3 separate regions of the Mus musculus genome follow, and all the other regions are linked to region 1. A link is a contact called in public Hi-C and promoter capture Hi-C data. All regions are on one chromosome and are shown on one strand. The core of a region is the stretch at or near the end of the contact, and the rest is flanking DNA. Distances in the headings are between cores, read along the strand shown. Region 1 holds the start of Dck (deoxycytidine kinase). Region 2 holds the start of Ythdc1 (YTH domain containing 1). Region 3 holds the start of Cox18 (cytochrome c oxidase assembly protein 18).

Evidence for each region. Promoter capture Hi-C pulls out the DNA fragments that hold promoters and counts their contacts. A called contact is a pair of places that touch in the nucleus more often than the background predicts.
Region 2: a Hi-C map of B cells shows a contact between it and region 1, with 17 read pairs. The contact joins the promoter of Ythdc1 here to the promoter of Dck in region 1. A contact is called at or near these places in 10 of 39 promoter capture datasets (the 3T3-L1 cell line, the C10 cell line, cranial neural crest and 6 more), 9 of 484 Hi-C or Micro-C datasets (B cells, CD4 T cells, CD8 T cells and 5 more), 9 of 115 datasets of contacts at active chromatin or transcription factors (acute myeloid leukemia, astrocytes, double positive thymocytes and 6 more) and 2 of 9 other capture datasets (adipose tissue and liver).
Region 3: a contact with region 1 is called in a promoter capture Hi-C map of pre-B cells. The contact joins the promoter of Cox18 here to the promoter of Dck in region 1. A contact is called at or near these places in 12 of 39 promoter capture datasets (the 3T3-L1 cell line, the C10 cell line, cranial neural crest and 7 more), 3 of 484 Hi-C or Micro-C datasets (CD4 T cells, LSK cells and Th1 cells) and 13 of 115 datasets of contacts at active chromatin or transcription factors (Th17 cells, acute myeloid leukemia, double positive thymocytes and 8 more).

The regions. Positions count from the first base shown.
Region 1 is chr5:88,763,343-88,767,304 of GRCm38.p6, forward strand. Dck (deoxycytidine kinase) reads left to right here and starts at 1,671. Exons shown (of 7, transcript NM_007832.4): 1 at 1,671-2,004. The coding sequence starts at 1,914.
Region 2 is chr5:86,801,968-86,805,929 of GRCm38.p6, forward strand. It overlaps Ythdc1 (YTH domain containing 1), which reads left to right and starts at 2,299. Exons shown (of 17, transcript NM_001347375.1): 1 at 2,299-2,624. The coding sequence starts at 2,597.
Region 3 is chr5:90,222,018-90,225,979 of GRCm38.p6, forward strand. Cox18 (cytochrome c oxidase assembly protein 18) reads right to left here and starts at 1,979. Exons shown (of 6, transcript NM_001033310.3): 1 at 1,599-1,979; 2 at 214-314. The coding sequence starts at 1,922.

The DNA.
Region 1 (3,962 bases), core at 421-2,920:
ACAGACAGACAGAGACATACATTAGCACACAGAGAAATTCCGTAAAAACGACACTGGAAGTAGTAAGATAAATAAGAAGGACCAGTAAGGGGGAAAATGTATAATGACAAAACTAATACCCAGACAAAACATTAAGTTCTGGAGCCAGGGATCTCTAGAACTGCCACTGAGTTGGTTTTGTGTTGGCCATCTATGCTGCTGGGCATGGCATCTCTCCTTAAGAGTGGTTTGTATTCCCAGTGAGAGTATGTTAGGGAAAACTAATTTTTTCATTTACAAGCAGTTTTCAATTGGAATAACTTCTGGGCTAGGGTCAGAGCCATGTGTCCACTTTTTCAGCTCTAGGACCCCAACTGGCTTAGCTTTATGCAGGGAACATGCATGCTGCCTCACTGTGAATTCATGTGTGTGTTGGTCATGGTGGGTTTAGAAGGCCTTGTGTCCTTGGTGTCCTCCATTGCCTCTGACTCCTAGACTTTCCCCATCGTTTTCCATAAGGTTCCCAGAGCCCTGAGGAGAGGGCTTTGGTGGAGACATCCCATTTAAAGCAGAGTATGCCAAGGTCTCCCTCTCTGCACTTTATGCCTTTGTGGGTTTGGTTCTGCAGAAAGAAGCATCTCTGATGCTGGCTACAAGAGATACTGACCTATAGGATATCACTAGGTATCATTTTATTGTTCAGTTATTGTAGCAGAACAGTATTTGGATTGCCACCTGAGCAGTGTCAGATATGTGTTACATCTCATGGAGTGGGCCTTAAATCCAGCCAGTCCAACAACTCACTTTAATACCTGCTCCTTTTTTTGTAGAAGTCGTCATTTCTCCGCTGCTAGGTCCATTTTTAGGACATATTTTAGGTCAAATGATAGTTACACGCTAAAAAAAAAATAAGTTCCTTTGTTTTTGTAGATAATTTGAATCTGACTTCCAGATGGGTAATCTTTTTACCAGGTCTATACCCTGATTAAATAGCACCTCTCTCTAGCTCAACCTAGCAGAATGCTGTGTGTGTGTGTGTGTGTGCAGAGTACATCTCTATGTATAAACATGTGTATATGACTTTAAACATTAATTACATGTTAGGCCATGGACATGCAATGTTAAGTCATAGCCATGCTGCTGAGAAACATACCTAGTGTTAGGTAACTTTATAAACAGCACGGTGTAGCATGCAAATTAAAGTGGAGACCTTGGGTGTTATGATGCCAGTTTCCAGTCTCACTTCTGGTCCCAGACTTTAAACCAGTAGCCACTCCCTCCCTTCCTTTCATTCTAGGCACTATCCTGTATGGTGGATGGTACTAGATCGCTGGTTAACGAAATAACTCTTAAGACAGTGACGGACAGCTACACGTTTTCTGTGAGAGACACCTACTGAGGCTCTTAGTTTGAAATTACTAGTTCTTACTTTTCTTCCCGGAAAAGTTCAAACCACGAAGCCTGACAGGATCCCAAAGGGCTGGTCCAGAAAAGCCTGACCCTACTCTTCCCTAGGCGCTTCGCTCAAGCTCCGCCCCTGCCCTCGAATGAGCTCATTGCGCAAGGCCCGCCCCCCGCCCTCCCACTGCTCATCCCGCAGGCCCCGCCCCCTCCGGCTCACAGCTCGTCGCGCACGGTCAGTCGCCCGGCTCTCTCAGGGTTCTCCTCACAAGCCCCGCCCCCTACCCTGCGCTCCTGGGACGCCCGGCCCGCCCGGAGGAACCACAGACATGCAGATCCCGCGAGGGCGAGGCGTATAGGGTGGGAGTCGGGGCCGTCAGGGCGGGTTCTCCACGGTCTGCCCAATCGCCTGCGCCTCCGCGCGCCAAAGTCAAAGTGCGGGTCCCGCCGGCGCGAGATTGACGCTGCAACCCGGAGCCGCCCGTGCCGCCGTGTCCCTGCAGGTTCCGCACCCGAGCCGTCTGGAGCTAGGCATGGCCACCCCACCTAAGAGGTTCTGCCCTTCTCCCTCGACCAGCTCCGAGGGGACCCGCATCAAGAAGATCTCCATCGAGGGGAACATCGGTAAGGTGTCCCCGGTGCGGTGCTGTGCTGGTGCCCCAGGATCCTTCCCTGCTGCCCTGCTCGCGCCGGCGCGGTGGCTCGTCTGGCCCGGCGCCAGCGGGGGCTTTGTGAGGCGCGCTCTGGACCAGTGTGCACCCTTTGTTGGGAACTGTTTTTTCTTGAGATGTAACTTAGGTATGCGAACCCCTTTTTAGGTGTGCTCTTCAGGTAGGCTTCACTGACTTGCGGTTTTACCGCAAAATTGAGACCGTTTTCATCATTTACATCCCCAGTTCCCTTTGCGCTTCTTTGTAGTCAGCTCTTTCTCCCTTCCCATCCCCTTACAAGCCCTGACCTGCTTCTGTTTTAATCCCTGCCAGTTTTGTTTTCCCATGATGTCCTAAACAAAACCAGAGTGTCTTGTTTTCTGTGTCTTGCTTAGTATACTAGAGTGCCTTTAAAACTCACCCATGCTGTTTATTTCTGCAGAACTTTATTTCTTGTTCTGTTTTTTTTTTTTTTTTTGAGACGGTCTCACTTTTGAGACCTGCCTGTCTTGGAACTCACAATGTTGGCCTTGAACTCTCTAGCGATTCGCCTGCCTCTGCCTCCTGTGTGCTGGAATTAAAAGAATACACCACCACGCCTGGCCCAGTGTAATACTTTAAAAAAAAAAAAAAAAAGAAAGTAATATTACAATGAGTGGTATATAGCACATCTTTGTTGTCACCATTTGGGTTGGCGTTTGTAGCAATCCCTAACACTACGCTACACATATGAGGAAAGCAGGTAATGAGTTTGATAGTGTGCAATGTTTTATTCCCTTTCCCACGTACAGGTAAGCACTGAGTTTTGGCTTAAAGACTCTTAGAGTTTCTGCCCTTAACCTTACTGGGGGAGCTACACTGTGCATGTCATTTTGCAAGGTGAGCTTGAATTGCCCATTCTTTTACATTTCCTACCACTGGGAACCAACCGACGCTTCCTGTTTTGGCACAGCTGTTAGGTTTGTGCCTGCAGGTTGAGTACTGACTATTCATGTATGCAGCGGATGTTTTCAGTTTTGCCACCTTCAAAGCACCATCTCTTTGAGAAAGAAGGTCAGCAGATGTAAGCTTCAAGAGAGCCGAGCTGAGACACAAAGAGGGCAAGTTTTCCTTGCTCCACACTTCTGTGGCCGAGATCCTCCTTTCTTATAAGTTCTTTGCGATGCCATGTTTATTAGTAAGAATCCTCAGGGCGTCTTAGTGGATGAAGATGACCATATGAATGATGGGAGAAAGTGTTCAGTAAAGTCATCTTCAGGGTAAATTCCAATGGACAGATCATAATGGATTATCTCCCTTCTCTCAAGCTCATGTAGGCAACATACATCTAGTCTTCCATCTCCTTTCCTTCGTACTGCTTTAATCTTCCCAGCACTGGAAAAAATTGTGAGTGGGCCGCTCCGTCTCCTGCTTCTCTGCATCCAGAGCTATCTTTCCACATACAGATTCAGTAGTGCCATCCATGCCTGCCATCCCTCTCTGACCCCCAACTGCACTGGAAAGATTAGGAAAGATTGCTTACTAGCAGTTAACAAGTTTCCCTTAAGCATCTAGATCTTTTCATTGACCAAAAAAAAAAAAAAAATTCTGAAGCTTTGGCAAGCACTAGGCATGCAGGTCAATTTGGGGAAGTGCCATTTAGATTAAGGCTTGTCACTGTATTGCTCTTGTATAGTTGTTTACATCACCTTATCTCATCTGTCAGGTCCAAATAACCTGTTACTGTAAAAATTACGCAATCTGCGAAGACTAGTTCGTAATTCTTAGGTTCTTCCTAAAATTTGAGGTTTGCTTGGTCATTTTTAGTTGCATAGTTACGTAACCTGTTGTCTCATGTTCTGGGTTGCAGAGCTATTCCCTAGGTTAGATTTGCGGAGGCTCATTTCAGTGTGTTCAGAATGACTTAGAATGGTGATGCACGTTCATCGTTAG
Region 2 (3,962 bases), core at 1,049-3,548, 2.0 Mb before region 1:
GACTATGGCACATTGGCATTACCAGTTACTTATTTTGGTACCTCTAAGTTACAATTTGAATGGGAAAGACAGAATAAGTGATCGTTTCTCTCTATCCAAGTGTTATAAACCCCAGTATGCTAGGATGTACCGGCTCTTGTGAGGTGGACGCATGAGGGTCATGGAATTCTAGAGAGTCAAGAATATACTTTTTGAGAAAGTGAGGCTTTCCCAAGAAATAAAACCAAAAGTGGTAAATGTGACTGGCTGGTCTTCTACTATCATCCAAGGGATTCTGACAAGCAGCTCAAACTACAAGTCTACGTGTGTAGACTTGCTTTTACATTCTATAGGATGGTTCTTTGGAGTATCCAGGGTGTTTTCACTTCCTACCTTTCAGTAGGCTTACTCCAAGTTATTTTCCCTGAAGATCTCGTACTACTGTTTGTTTGGTTTGGTTTTTCTGTGTAGCCCTGGCTGTCCTGGAACTTGCTTTTAGACTACGCAGGCCTAAAATCCAAGAGATCTGCGCTTCAGCTTCCCAAGTGCTTGGATTAAAGGCATGTGATGCCACCACCAGTGGGCAGTGACTTTTGTCAAACATCATCTCAGTACTTGTCTTCTCATTCACCTCCATTCCTGGTTACTGGAATGCCCCGCAGATCTTCATTCACCTCCATTCCTGGTTACTGGAATGCCCCGCAGATCTTCATTCACCTCCATTCCTGGCTACTCGAATGCCCCTCAGATCTTCATTCACCTCCATTCCTGGTTACTGGAATGCCCCGCAGATCTTCATTCACCTCCATTCCTGGTTACTGGAATGCCCCGCAGATCTTCATTCACCTCCATTCCTGGTTACTGGAATGCCCCGCAGATCTTCATTCACCTCCATTCCTGGTTACTGGAATGCCCCTCAGATCTTCATAAAGTCTTTGTATGTGCTTTCCGAAGACAATTAGTGCTTATTTGTTATTGTCTCTTATCTTTTACCATCAGTCTTCACCTCCACAGGAGGGCCTCTGTACTAGCTTTTCTCCATAAAAAGGGGTCTTATCACTATAGCAACTGTCTGTCTGTCTGTCTGTCTGTCTCTCTCTCTGTTTTCCAAGTCAAGGTTTCTCTGTGTAGCCCTGGCTGTCTTGGATCTTGCTTTGTAGACCAGGCTGTTCTTGAACTCAGATATCTGCTTGCCTCCTCCCTAATGGGAGGATTAAAGGTATGCATCACCCTTTTCTAGCTAGCTTTTTTTTTTTTTAATAAAGTTCACAATTTTCTTTTTCCCTTTTGTCTTTTTTCTTCCTTTCCATTTTTTTTTGTTTGTTTTTCTTTTGAGCTAAGGTTTCACTGTAGCCCTGGCTATCCCAGTACTGTTCACTCTATAGACCAGGCTGGGCTCTAACTCAGAGATTCCCCTGCCTCTGCTTTCAGAATGCTGGGTTTCAAGGTGTGCACCACCACTCCTGGCGTCAGCACAACTTTCAATTTGTTTACTCAAACCTTGGCTGCCTTAACTAGAAGATAAACTCAGACTTCCTTTGAGGGAGAACACATTTGTTTGTTTATTTTTGAAGCAGGGTTTCTGTGTAGCCATGGGTGTCTTGGAACTCAATCTGTATGCCAGGATGGCCTCGAACTCACAGGGATCCTCCTGCCTCTGCCTCTGCCTCTGCCTCTCCAGTGCTGGGATTAAAGATGAGCCCAAATACCACCCAACAATAAAGCTATTCTTAACCCCTGGTCCTAGAACAATATTTAAAAAGAAGTAGTAGACACTACTAATCAAATAAAAGAAAATTAAATATATAAAAAAGACATAGCCGGGCAGTGGTGGTTTATGCCTTTAATCTCAGCACTTGGGAGGCATAGGCAGGCGGATTTCTGAGTTCGAGGCCAGCCTGGTCTACAGAGTGAGTTCCAGGACAGCCAGGGCCACACAGAGAAACCCTGTCTCGTAAAACCAAAGAAAGACATAACACCCTTTCTGATGGTGTCTCACACTAACCATTCAAGGCCTTCCAAACGTTTCTGGTGAGATGTCTGCATCCTTGAGCTGTAGGAAGCACAGCAGAGAAGCCTAAATACCGATTATCCTCTGGAACGAGGGCGGTTCCCTGGACGTCAAGTTTGCGCGCGGGGCGGGACGACGTGCCGAAGTCACGCCCTCTTACGTCCCGCTTCTCGCTCCAGTCCCCGTCCCCGCCTCCGCCCCCGCCCCGGTTCCCCGCACTGTGACGTTCCGCGAGAGGCACAGAGCGTAAACAGCGCAAGGCATTTCGGGAGCGGGATTGTTTCGCGCAGGAAGCAGGCTCCATTTTAGCGCCGCCCGGCGTCGCCATCTGTGTCTCTCTCCTCCCCCTTGTCTCTGTGGTGGCCGAACCCCAACAGGAAGGCTGAAGCCCGCGCCGACCGAGGCCAGAGAGCCAGGCGGGAAGAGAACCAGAGCACGGGAGGAAGGGTTGCGCGTAGGAAGCTGAGTGGAGCAGGTCAGGTCGAAGCGCGCGGCCCGCCGGACGGACTGACGGACGGACTCGTGCGCCTGCGGCCGCGTCTGCGGCGCCCGCGCGACTCGCGTCCCGGCGGCGGCGGTGGCGGCGGCGGAAGCCGGAGGGCAGCCATGGCGGCCGACAGCCGGGAGGAGAAAGGTGAGTGTGGAGGACGGGGCCTCGGGGCGGCCGGGCGAGGGGACCTAGGAGCCGCGGCCTGCGGGCGAGGCGGGAGGTTAGGGCCTCGCGCAGAGCAGGCGGCCGCATCGTGACCCGCTCCTTGCGAGGCCTGGCCTGCTGGGCCCGGCGTCCTCGTCTCTGCGGCGGCTCCCACCTCGACCAGGGCTTTGCTTCTCTCGTCACTCCCGGGAGCGGTTGGGAGAGGGCTTGCTTTGAGGAACTTGCCCCCGGGCACGTTTCCTGGCCGGATTATGCGGATGTAATGCGTATTTTTCTGAACTGTCGTCTTTTTGGTTGACTTTTTTCGAAAATAACGTCACAGTTAGCATTGTTAGACTAGTGAGTAGACTAGTTTAATTCATTCAGGTGGATTATTAATCATGAGAAATACCTGTAAGTAGCTTCTCACTGATCTTTTGGATAAGCTAAGAATCGCTTCTTTTATTCCTCGAGTATTTACTTTGGAAAGAAAGATATTAGGAAAAAAACAAACAAACAAACAAACACCCATGCCCCTTCTTCCAAAAGTCCTAGCAACGGATCTCCCAGAATAGTGCAGAGTTCTCAAAAGATTCAGCGAGGAATACGTAGGTGGAGGCTAGAGAGACTTGGAAAGATAAAAAGAAAACATTTTAGTTGATAAAATGTCATTTCTTCTGAAATACTATATAGAGACCACAGATGCCAGTATAGGATCCAGACCATAGAAGATACTCGTCTAGATGGGATGCAGTCTTGAGAGAGTTCTCAGCTCTGGGACTATCGCGACAGTCTTAGAAGAAAATAGTGCACACTTGCTGCCCTGCATTTCACAAATCTCTGCTTGTGGCTCATTAAATTTGAGGTGGAGATTTGTTAAGTGGGCTGAACAGTCATTAAAGCTTTTTTCCACTTTTCTGGTCTGTCTTGAGTGGGAATATGTTTAAAGATCTGTCTTTGTCATAAGCATCCTCCCCCCCCCCCCCCCCTTAGGGACATGGTTTCCATGTAGCCCTGCCTGTTCTGGAACTTGATTTGCAGACAGGCTGGCCTCAAACTTGAGAGATCTGCCTGCTTCTGCCTCCTGAGTGCAAGGCATGTGCCATCACTGCCCAGTTGAAGCAATTCTCGATGCACACATTGCAGTTTATTTTTTATTCTGAAACTAAACCTGTTCCTCGAGACATTCTGAAGGACTGTGAAGGAAGAATTCTGATAGTGAATAAAGGACTATCTTATTATATAAAGTCAGTTGTAAAAAAAAAAAAAAAAACCTGAAGATCCTTTCAACCTTTGATTGGCAGGATAAGATTTATGACTTAGTAGTTTTGGTGGCTG
Region 3 (3,962 bases), core at 729-3,228, 1.5 Mb after region 1:
AGCTGAGAGAGAGGCTGAGATAGGAGGACGATTCAGCTTCACAGGAGTTGGAATAACGCCTGTTTCTTCCTTTCTTTGATTCCATTCCAATACATAAAACCACCATGCAGCATAGTGATTAATATGAATACGCCAATCAAAAGAATACCTAACCGTGTATACACGCACACACCACACACACATTTTCGTGACCGCAGACCCAAAGCTGCATACCTAGCCACTCTCTTGGACCATCCAAACTGACGGGCACAGACTGCAACTTCTTGGTTAAGGCGCTTGGCGATGTCTTTTATTTCTGGTTGCAAGTTTTCCACCTAACTAAAGAAAAAAGTTGTTTGATGAGTTCATAAAGGATCTTTACTGATAACTACTGCATGGTTAGCTTCAGCTGTCAACTTGGCACATCCAGAAGAAAGGGCCTTCAACTAAGACATTTCACCCATCAGATTAGCCTATGGGGCATTTTTTAATCACTAATTGACATGGAAGAACACAGGACACTGTGTGCCACCAGCCCCAGGCATGTGAACGTGAGCTGTATAAAAAGCCAGTAAGCAGTGTTCCTCCAAGGACTCTGCTGCTGTCCCTGCTCTGTAATGCCTCCACAATAGACTATATAACCTACAAACCACATAATCCCTTTCCTCCCCCACTCAGCATTTGGTCAGGACAACCAAACTCACAGTTCTAGTCTCTGTTCCCTAGACCATATACAAATGTTGTTTACTGATCACACTTGTAATCGAAAACATTTAAGAAAACTCTATTAGATATTAGTTTGCTTAAAGTATCTTTGACCCCAGATTTAAATTCCTTGCCTGTACATCTATCTGCGTGATCTTGGCAACCATACTGAGTTAAACCAACTGCAACTTCTTGGTTATGGGTACCTGATGTTTTCTGTTTCTGGCTGTGCATAACCTGAAATCCTGATTCCCAGTATGTAGCATATCTAACAGCACCTCCTCCATAGGATTTCGAGTAAATGAAAACTGCATCCTGGTTCTTACTGTTCCATCCCTACATTTCCCAGGAGAGAGAAAACAGCATTCCAGTGTTAACACCTCACTGTGAATGCTTCCTGGCTCAATGCTGCTGCTCCCTTCCTGGCAATCCTCTGTGACTCAAATTAAAATCTTGACTTACCCCACCCCCACCCCCAGGCACAGCCATGGGGGAGGTAACGTTATACCAATTCCACTGAACAGAGTTCCTAAAAAGCCAACTCGAAGTTTCAATCCATCAGATACAGGGTAGTAGGTGGTAGGCCCAGAGGAAGAATTCATGTCTGGAAACTGCTAACTTAGTGATACCTTTCTAGTAATAAAGAGCAGTATCAATAGTGACAAATGATGCTGCAGACTCTTAAAATGTTTATGACCCTAATGTTTCAGGTTCCTCCGTGCCATTTCTTCTGAATATTGGTCTCAACCGAACATTTGGGAGGCACTTGTATTTCGAATAAATACTTGGTAGGTCGGGTGAACTGGAAGGTACTCGAGTCACCAACCATCATTTAACATGCAATGCTAACTAAATTATTTTAGCCTCCATGTTAACACTAGCAGGCAGGCAGCACGGGGACCGACGCCCCTCACCTTAGCCAGGATGTAGTGCTGATAGGCGGCCAGGGGCAGAGTGACAGCACCGCGCAGGGCAACGGTGCTGAGTATGATGTTGCTCCACCAGGGGAGGCCGGTAGCCTCCTGCGCGCCCAGCAGCACTTCCTCCGCGGTGCGCACCGGCGCCGACGCTGCCAGGGCCTCATACCAGCCACCTGGAGAGGCCGCAGACACCGAAGCGGCTGCCCATACCGGAAGGGCTGGGAGCCGCGCGCTGCTCCAGGCGGGCGGTGATCCCGGTGCCGGGAGCCGCAGGGTGGGCAGCGACCTGAGCCACCCGGCACACGACCGGCACAGCATGGTTACACGGAGCGGGCGGCCAACTAGAGCACTAGCACCAGGAGGTTGCGCGCATGCGCGAACCCGAGGCCACGCCTGACCTTCCCAGCCGAAAGCCCTGTCCAGTGTCGCGCTAGAGATGACGTAAGACTCCGCCTTTCCCACGCGGCAATGAGCCGCTTGAGGCTCTCTTAACTCCTTTCCTTGCTGGGGTGGAGTTCAGAGCGGGAACCGGAACTGCAGGGGTAGGCGGGGCGAGCAAACTGCCTTGCTGTTGAGTTTCAGTTTCCACTCAAGGAAATTGTGGCTTGAGTACTTTTTGTGACTCGGCTGTTTCCGCCCAAGGCGCGCAGCATCTATCTCCGTTTTCTCTACGCACTGCTGAAACACCTACTTTGGGAATAGTGTTTCTGGCTCGGTCAGTGTTAAGTCTGCGTCCTTTATCCCCCTAGGCAGCTCTACTTTATAATAAGACCTAAATGTCTTTATCTGTTCCGGTTAGCATTCTGTATTCCTTTATAAACAGAATGCAGAAATGCCGAGTGGTGGCGCACGCCTTTAATCCCAGCACTTGGGAGGCAGAGGCAGGCGAATTTCTGAGTTCGAGGCCAGCCTGGTCTACTGAGTGAGTTCCAGGACAGCCAGGGCTATAAAGAGAAACCCTGTCTCGAAAAACCAAAAAAAAAAAAAGAAAAGAAAAAAACGAAATAAATAAATAAGAAGAAGAATCACCATCATAATAAGGAGCAGGGAAAAATACTATTTTTCATTTTACAAAATGAATTCCATCAACAGCACAATTTTGCTTCAACGGTTAAATGGAATGCACAGGGCTTTTAACAACTGTGTGTTTTTCACATTCGTGTTCCTGTCAACAGAAAATAAATGGAACAACGAAGTGCCCACTCCTAGGGTAGGCCAAAGTGAATTGAGTTTTTAGAAACCTCTCCCATGTTTGGTAAAGCCAAACTGTGGACACTGTCCTCTACTTTATTGAACACCTACCAAAGCTGTCAGATAGCGTATTTTCTGAAACTTGGGTAACCTGCCTTTAGTTCCCATAGCATAATCCCTTTTAAAAACAGCTCACTTATCTCTTGCTAGTTTAAGAAACCACCGTATTTCCATAAAACTGTTAATATCCAGTAGGCCCTTCCAAGATGGCCTTAAGCCAGAGAAGTTACTTAAAAACAACTCCCCCAAGTCCCAACTTACCATACATGAGAACCTAGAATTAATTCTCAACACTGGGAAAGTAGGTAAATTTATTATGTGTAATAAATAAGCCTGTTATTTGTAGATCTATTGTTCACAAACCCTAAACCAAAAATTTCAAGCAGTTATTAAAATCTTTAACAATTTTTTTCTACAGCTACAGGTAACTGACAACCTCTTCTGATAAAACTGCACACCTGCATTCATGTCAAAGTAATGGAAATAAATTTAAAAACTAAACCCATATATTGTTATGTGAACTAAACTTCTTAATACTTATTTTGTGATGTTGCATATATGAGCATATTTAACTTTTTGTCTTCTTAATAATGTGCATATGACGTGTCTGTAAATCTAACACTAACCCTGAGGAGGAAACTCATGTGGTATCAGAGACCACTTGAGAATTCTAAGGATTGGATTGAGGTTATCAGGCATAGCTTTATGCCTCCCCCATAGGCCCTTGAGATATACAATATGTTCTCTCTGTAGCACAGGCTATTCAAGGACTCACTGTAATTCAGGCTGAAGTGTACTTTTGAGAAAACCTCATGCACTAGTGCCTGAGGGAGGCAAAGGGAGGTTAAGAATTCAAGTCTGGGTCTCTCCCAAGATCCTTCTCTGAACACCTAAAAATTAAGGGGCCACCGCTTGCAATAGCTCCCTGAAATATATATAAAATATATAAATGTTTCTGTATATAAATGTGTATAAATACACACACACTTCTCAGTACTTGCCATCAATTTTTTCAATTTTACTTGTGTCATACAACTCATTTTTCTTCTTAACTTTTGACTTCTTTGAAGAGAACCATCTAAGGGGGCTGGAGAGATGGCCTGTTAC